2 separate regions of the Mus musculus genome follow, and region 1 is linked to region 2. A link is a contact called in public HiChIP or PLAC-seq data. All regions are on one chromosome and are shown on one strand. Each heading gives the region's core, a stretch centred on a gene start, on an enhancer-like site or on the middle of the called end of the contact. The rest is flanking DNA. Distances are from core to core; before and after follow the strand shown. Region 1 overlaps Etl4 (enhancer trap locus 4). Region 2 has its middle 100 kb from the start of Gm23970.

The links. HiChIP or PLAC-seq counts read pairs in DNA pulled down with a chosen protein or histone mark.
Region 1: a contact with region 2 is called in an H3K27ac HiChIP or PLAC-seq map of embryonic stem cells, with 3 times the contacts expected there. The contact joins two enhancer-like sites. A contact is called at or near these places in 1 of 115 datasets of contacts at active chromatin or transcription factors (embryonic stem cells) and 1 of 9 other capture datasets (embryonic stem cells).

Annotation. Positions count from the first base shown.
Region 1 is chr2:20,692,015-20,696,070 of GRCm38.p6, forward strand. The region is part of intron 4 of Etl4 (enhancer trap locus 4); the gene reads left to right. Among named protein-coding and RNA genes, the nearest start is that of Arhgap21, 270 kb to the right of the region's middle. Within about 2 kb of position 2,032, at least 21 of the 459 cell types and tissues checked have an H3K27ac peak or open chromatin away from gene starts, as enhancers often do. A contact at or near this core is called in embryonic stem cells, where this site is marked.
Region 2 is chr2:20,174,853-20,178,826 of GRCm38.p6, forward strand. It overlaps a transcript of Etl4 not described here. Among named protein-coding and RNA genes, the nearest start is that of Gm23970, 100 kb to the right of the region's middle. Within about 2 kb of position 2,124, at least 5 of the 459 cell types and tissues checked have an H3K27ac peak or open chromatin away from gene starts, as enhancers often do. A contact at or near this core is called in embryonic stem cells, where this site is marked.

The sequences.
Region 1 (4,056 bases), core at 782-3,281, 520 kb after region 2:
AGGTTTGTTGTAGATAAGAGGGAGAGCAGAGCTGGAGGCATCTGAAGGATCTGGATGGAGCACGACCGGGACACTGAGCTGGGCCATGTGTGGAGGAGTAGGGAAAAGGAGAGAGGGGAACCAGTGAGCAAGTGAACAAGGGGCCCAAGTGTAAAAGGGAGCATACAACCCAAGCAGCTGGGCTGACCACAGAAGAATAGCTGGAGGAAAGGTATGGCAGCCAGAAGGACCCTATAACAGAAGGGGACTGAAGGTTTCCAGAAGGACTCTATAACAGAAGGGACTGAAGGTTGCCAGGAGGACCCTATAACAGAAGGGGACTGAAGGTTGTCAGGAGAACCTGTGGCCGGAGGCTGCTTTGATATGTTAATAGGGTTCTCAACCATTTGTCCCAGGTCCAGTGGGGTGTCTGTAGGCACTAAGTCTCCCTAGAATGAATTCCATCCAACCTTGAGCATACACACTTGGGGGTAATGGTAGTAGTGCCATTGTGTAGATCTGCTGCAGCTCCAAGTTTCATCTGCTGTTCTCTATTGCTAAAGGATTTAGTTGAGGATGGCTAAACTCATAGCTCAGCCAGCTTCACTTTGGTTGTTTTCAGTCATGGCAGCACACCATGGAGTTGAGTTACCCTGTTCTGAGGAACATGGACATGGACTATTATCCTCCCACATGGTCTGCTATTATGTAAGCAGAGAGTCGCTACAGGAGCAGAATGGGTATTGTAGACGATAAGGCTGGGGCATGCACAGAGCCTGAAAGAGCTAATCCTGTCTGTCCTATTTGTTTTGCTGGAGCACAGGGTGGGCAGTCAACTCATTGAATGCATGTTATGGTCAGGACAGCACAATACAGTGACTTTGCCTGATAAATTCCTTAGGTAGCAAAGCAGTTAAAGGTACCTGCAGGCCTTATCGATCTTTTCTAGAGCTTTTATTAAAGTACGAGTGTGCACAAAGGTTATTTAGCAGGGACTCATGTTGCCAAGCTTATCTTAGATTTATGGTAAATCTGGAAGCAAAGGTTATGTTTTCAAGGGAGTGATAGGAAGGGCTTGGGGACAGAAATCCTAGCAACTTGGTCTCTGTCTCAGGTCCCTCACTGCCTACCACCTCCAGAGCTGTTCCAGAGGGGCCCACATGATTCAGCTGCGTGCAGACACTCATTCTTTATCATGATCCTGTGGTTGACATCAGACACTTCTCTTAAAAGGCATTGTGACACTTCAAAGGGAAATGGGGAGGAGAATAGTCATGTGTGGATCTCTTAAATGCCTCTCTAGAAAGTAACAAAGGAGGATATACATATCCATTTATATATAGTTATGTATAGTTATATTATGCACGCACATATGAGATTAAAAAAAAATCCTTTGGTGGCAAGATGGGGAGGAGGGTCTTGTGAAATCAAATTGGAAGTGAGCTTTGGCAAGCTGTCATGGAGGTTTATGTCACAAGAACAAGATCCATTGGGGTGACCGTTCCTTAGAGTCCCCTTGTGGTAGAAGCTGGTCAGTTGGGAGAGACATTGTCTTTCTTACCCTCCTTCACCTAGACTACACTAGCAGCAATTCTTTCCCTTCTCCCATGCTCTTAAGCAAGACATGGCATACACAGGTTTGCCTTTCAAAATGTAAATAGATTTGCCTTCCAATCTCCTATCCCTTTCCCACTGGGATAGTCCACATCAGCTACAAACACTCCATCAACCTTTGTTCTTCCTTCCCATTGTGCTACCCCATTCTCACACATCCACAAACAGGATATCGGGTGCCTATCCCAGGGCTCTGCAAACCCATAGCTAAGTGGCAGCACTCCTGAAACTACTTGGTTCCTCTGGCCAGGACATAGAGGACATTCCAGTTCTGCTGGGCCAGGGTGTGGAGAGGGACAGAGAAAGAAGGCTCAGATGAAGCTGCCAGCAGATCCACTCCCTCTAGTGGCTTGAGGACATGGGAGGAGCCATGCTGAGAGCAGCAGGCAGGACCCAGGGTTGGGGAGTGTGTGGGGAGCCAGGAACAGAATGAACTGCCATGAGGGGTCACAGCCCTTTCACTGCCCACTTGAGGATGGAATCTGGCTGTGTCTGGGTGGGTCTGGGTGGGTCTAGCTGGGAGTGCCCACAGACAGCTGTGAACTTTTATAATAGCCTTAGAAAAGACAAAGGAAAGCCCAGAGGAGTCAGTAAGTAAGCAAATGACAGAATGATTACCGGAGAAGAGTCATGGGGGGGGGGGGGGGGGGGAATTAGATACAAAACAGTAAAAAAAAAAAAAAAAAAAAAAAAAAAGTCTGTGATATAAAAAGTGGTACCCTATTTGCAGTTCAAGGAGATTCACCTTTGCTTCTAGCACATAGCCCAAACCTAATCAGATTGGTCATGAAGATGCTGTGGTACCCACCTTCCTCAGTAACAGTTAACAAATGCCCTGCTGGTGGTTTAAACCCACAGCTATGTGTCCGCCAGAAGGTAAGACCTTGCTGTGCTTAGCTCTGGCTACAATTTATAGGTACCCAAGTCCTAGTGTATAACACACTAATCTGCCCAAGGCAGGATACAGGGACTTGCATACCTTTTGCCAACACAGTTTTAAAGATTTAAATCTGGCTAACAAACTATAAGACAAGATGTATTACTTCCTCATACTTCTGGAAGTATAACCTTCATAATGTCCAGATATGAGCATAAGGCCACGCTTGATTTCCAACTTTTCTGAACTGTTGTTGTTTTGCTAGCTCATCTGATTGAGAAGACCAACCCCTGACATCTCAGCCTTGAGCAATGTTACCTGCCCCCTCAGGTTCTGCCTGTCTACTGTGCATGGTAGTTGGAAAGATTCTTCGCAATAACAGTCATGTCACATCCCTCCTCAGTACCAAGAGTTTCTTTGCTCATCCAGCTTGGGGGTATGGATCCCCTTCCAGACATCTCTGTCACACAGTATGTCACAAAGCATTAGGGAGCTGATCTTTTCTAAGAGTGTGGGCATTAGATGGGTTATGTCTTTTCCCAGCTCGCGGGCAATATGGCAACTCTATGTGGGTTTATTGGTTGTTGTTTTGTTTTTATGGTTGTTGTGTGTCTTCTTTAAGAGCTTCAAAATGGAGGCCAAAGAAATAGGGATTTCCACAAATGGCCTATATCCTTTCTCTCCCTCTGGAAACTATTTTGAGTCTGGCCTTCAAACTCCTGAAGGAAGCTGAGAAAGAGCTTCCCAGAGAAGAACAGTTGCTTAGGGTGAACCACATCTTCCTGGTGCCCATCCTTATTGCTCATCTAGTAGATCTAACAGATCTGCAGAACCAAGGAGCAAGCATACACTGAGGGTGCTCCTGAATATCTATCAGCAGCAGCATATAACCAGTGTTGACCTGATATTGGGGGTCTACCCCTTAGGGACCTGTGACGGCAACCTGTGCACCTTAAGGCATAAGAGTGGCAAAGACCATCCACTCAAAGATGGATTAGAACTGCTACCTCAAGTCCCTCCTTAAGTGATAGAGAAGGCATGCTTTTGATGAGACTCATAGACAATGAGAGCTAGAATTGCTGTGACAGGAGATGAGAACTGGGAGATAGAAACTGAAACAGAATCAGGACAAAAGGGCCAATGTGCCAAGCCTAGGAGTAAGAGTGAGGAGAAGAGTGGGTGGAGAAGCCCCAAAGCACAATATGCTTTGGGGTCCAAGCAACCCATACTTGTGCCCTTTTAAAGCTTGAGGGCTGGAGAGATGGTTCAGTGGTTAAGAGCACTGACTGCTTTTCCAGAAGTCCTGAGATCAACTCCCAACAATCGCATGGGGCTCACAACCATTTGTAATAGGATCCAACACAATTCCCAACAATCACCTAGTGGCTTACAACCATCTGTAATCGGATCCAACACCATCTTCTGGTGTGTCTGAAGACAACTTGTACTCATATAAATAAAATAAATAAATCCTAAAATAAAATAAGCTTGAGCTTGCATGGTGACACTTACCTGTAGTTTCAGCTACAGGAAGTCTGAGGCAAAAGGGTTGCTTGAACCCAAAAGTTTAACATTTTTAATTCAAA
Region 2 (3,974 bases), core at 874-3,373:
GTTGAGGGGCATCTGGATTCTTTCCAGCTTCTGGCTATTATAAATAAGGCTGCTATGAACATAGTAGAGCATGTTTCTTTCTTACTAGTTGGAACATCTTCTGGAGATGGTATCTGAGGAACCTCCAGACTGGTTTCCAGAGTGGTTGCACAAGCATGCAATCCCACCAACAATGGAGGAGTGTTTCTCTTTCTCCACATCCTCGCCAGCATCTGCTGTCACCTGAATTTTTGATCTTAGCCATTCTGACTGGTGTGAGGTGGAATCTCAGGGTTGTTTTGATTTGCATTTCCCTGATGATTAAGGATGCTGAACATTTTTTTCAGGTGTTTCTCAGCCATTCGGTATTCCTCAGGTGAGAATTCTTTGTTTAGCTCTGAGCCCCATTTTTTTAATGGGGTTATTTGGTTTTCTGGAGTCCACCTTCTTGAGCTCTTTATATATATTGGATATTAGTCCTCTATCTGATTTAGGATAGGTAAAGATCCTTTCCCAATCTGTTGGTGGCCCTTTTGTCTTATTGACGGTGTCTTTTGCCTTATAGAAGCTTTGCAGTTTCATGAGGTCCCATTTGTCAATTCTCAATCTTACAGCACAAGCCGTTGCTATTCTATTCAGGAATTTTTCCCCCATTTGGCCTTTCTTTTGCTGTATTAATACAAAAGCACTTTAAAAGATTTTTTTAAAGTGATGATTATAATTTCTTTCTTTTCTCTCTCTCTCTCTCTCTCTCTCTCTCTCTCTCTCTCTCTCTCTTTCTGGTTTTTCAAGGCAGGGTTTCTCTGTATAGCCCTGGCTGTCCTGGAACTCACTTTGTAGACCAGGCTGGCCTCAACCTCAGAAATCCGCCTGCCTCTGCCTCCGAGTGCTGGGATTACAGGCATGTGCCACCAAGCTCGGCTGTTTCCTGTGTTTCTTAAGACTCAGTTTGCATCTGATCAGATGGCAATATTAGAGAGAGTCCCACAGACTTTGGAGAAGAGTATGTCTTCCACAGTGTTTGGCTGGAATGTTCCATAAGTGGCTGTAAAGGCTGCTTGATCTATGGTGTCCTTTAACTCAGAAGTTGTTCTCCTTATATCTTATTGAGCTGAACTCAGAAATCTGCCTGCCTCTGCCTCCAAAGTGCTGGGATTAAAGGCATGCACCACCATGCCCAGCTGATTATAATTTCTTACTCACATATCTTAGACTATATCTAACGGCCAGGAGAAGCTAACTTAGAGATACTTGGCTTCATCTACAGACATTCTTTTTTTTTTCCCTTCTTGCAAAATATTTGCATGCCAGTTGGAACCAAAGTTTTTATTATTTATTTTTTTTAGCTATTTATTTTATTGTGTTAGTGATTCCATACTGGCTATAATTTCCCAAACTAAAAACAAACTGGAGGAAGAAAACTCAGTTAAAGGCAGCATCACATATAGATGTAAATGCCATAAGCTGAATGGAAGCCTGACTGAATGACAATTTCCAAACACACTGTTAGTCCCTAAAAAGGTGCTGGCTGTTGTGACTTCTGCTCAGTGAGCTGCTATGGCAGCGGGGCACCAAAGCAAATAACTCCATTCCTCATTTCTCATGGTGGAATTTTCAGCTTTCTTTGTTGTATACCAGTCCATGGCCTACTTGAACCGGGAACACCTGGGAGGCAGGCTGGGGCTGAAAAAGACTTAGATGGTGAGAGATTAATGGAGACCAAGACACAATTCTGTTCAAGGCCCACCAGTTTACTAAGAGAGTATGCTTATAAGGGGGAAGGCCCATTCCCCACCAGTCCGTTCTTGGTGTCTGGAGCCAGCCTGTAGGTGATGTGCACAACAGGATGTTCCTCTGGAATATCTCAAGGGCCTCTCAGCAGGTAGCAGTGTCTTGGAGAGAGCAGTGGCAGGTGATAGAACAAAAGAGCCATCTAGGTCCGAAGGCTCCACCCTAGGTAATCTCCTTCTTAGTGGCAGCAAGGTCAAAGTCTGGATCAGCCTGCTTCAGGCTAGGGGAGTCTACAATTCCTCCGTGATTATATAATAAAAATAGCTGGGCTGAGGCATAAAATTTCTGCCACTGGAGCTTGCAGGAGGCGAGGCTGGACTCTTGCTGAAATCAGAGTGTGAGGCCTTGACTGACCTGCTTGGAAAACAAAGCCAAGACAGTAAAAAGCAACACGATAAAAGCTTCTTTGTTGAAGCCCAGGTACTTTATTCAGTTGCAAATTAGCAATGATCAAGCTCAGGCTCTGGCCTCCTGTTGTGGGGGAGCTGGCTTTGAGAATTAGCAGAAAGGCTCCAAATTAACTTTGCTAGGTAATTAAGATTTTTAGCTATCTTCAATAGGAATCTCTAATATTGGAATTATTACTAGACCAGTCCAATATTGAGTTAGAAGAACTGGTCACATTGAAAGAAAGAGAAGAATCATTATAACTCTTTCTTATGACTAATCTTTCTAAGTCAGATTCCACGGTCTTTAACGTTCTATGTCCCATAAGATTAAAAAGCTTGAAGCAAGGCACCTTAGCTTGTCCAATCTGGTACAGAGGCAAGCAAAGGTGTGTCAAAACATATACCAAATTCAGCTTTCTTGTCACCATCATCAGGGCACTCAGAGAACTCACAGGTCAGCTTGTCACACGAATCCTTCTGACAGTTGTCATGCTTCTATAGCATTCTGTGGAGAGAACCTAAGCTTTCCCCTTTCCCCAATAGGGTAGCTGTTTAGGATCAAGCCATATGCCAATAAGTAGATCCTTTTCATCTCACCCAGACATGATTATATCTAGTTTTAAGATACTATAAGACATTTATTAAGTTCTTTGATATCCAAATTTCAAAATTCTTAAAATAAAAATATGATTTAAATAATGTACACGGGGATATAATTCCTCCCCTTCTTTGTTTTTTTAAGAAGCTATAGTTTAATACTTTGTCTTTGAGAATTATTAAATTGTTGGCAAAACATCTCAAATACTTGACTGTTATAGTCAGTTTTAATATAACATGGGCAGTGACTAATTACACTTTTCAGTTCTCTTGAAGAGCGGTTGTTACTAGAAAGCTTGAAAAGTTATTAATAGTCACATGTGCATAATTTATTTATTTATTAATCAGAAATAAGAGCATTCATTTGCAGCAATTGATTAAGTAAAGGTCCTCAAGAATTAACACCATTATGTGGAAACAGGTAGAATCTGAGGACACCAAGAACAAATTTTTTTCACATGTACATTCAAAAAAATTTATCAACCTATCTTGAGGATAATGATTATCTATAGTTCCTATAAATCCTATTTGAGCAAGCAACCAATCCGTACTGTTCTTCTTCAGCCAAGTATCTTGTTCTGCGCTGTAAGGCTGAACAATGATATCTGGGTCTTTGCCAAAATAAGTTAGTGCCTGTCTCCTTCCAAGGATGATCATCTGAGCTACTGCTTCATGATATGGCAGGTTAATACGTTTAGGAGAAATCCTCAAATGTATCCACATTAGAGGAGCCTTTTGTCACAACAATCCTGTAGATATATGAATCGTATTAAAAATTAACAGATGTAAAGGCAAAGAGTAATCTATATAAGTGACAAATTGTTCTTCAATGGCTCTTTCCACTAGTTGCAAGGCCAGCAATCCTTCTAAGGTTAAAGATCGAGGGGAGGTAGGATCAGAACTCCCTTTAAGAATATCAAATAAAGGTTTCAGTTCCCCTGTAGTAAGCTTTAAATAGGGGTGAAGCCAATTAATATCACCTAGCAATTTTTGGAAATCATTTAAAGCTTTTAAGTTGTCCCTGCAAATAACTATCTTCTGGGGAAAAACAGCTTGATTTGTAAGTCTAAAACCCAAATAATTATAAGGATCCTGAGTTTGTATCTTCTCAGGAGCTATCTGTAATCCTTTATCAGCTAAGGCCTTTTGTAAGTCTCTATAACACAAAAGCAAATCCTGGGGGTCTTTTCCAGGTAACCCAGGACAAATTCTTAACTG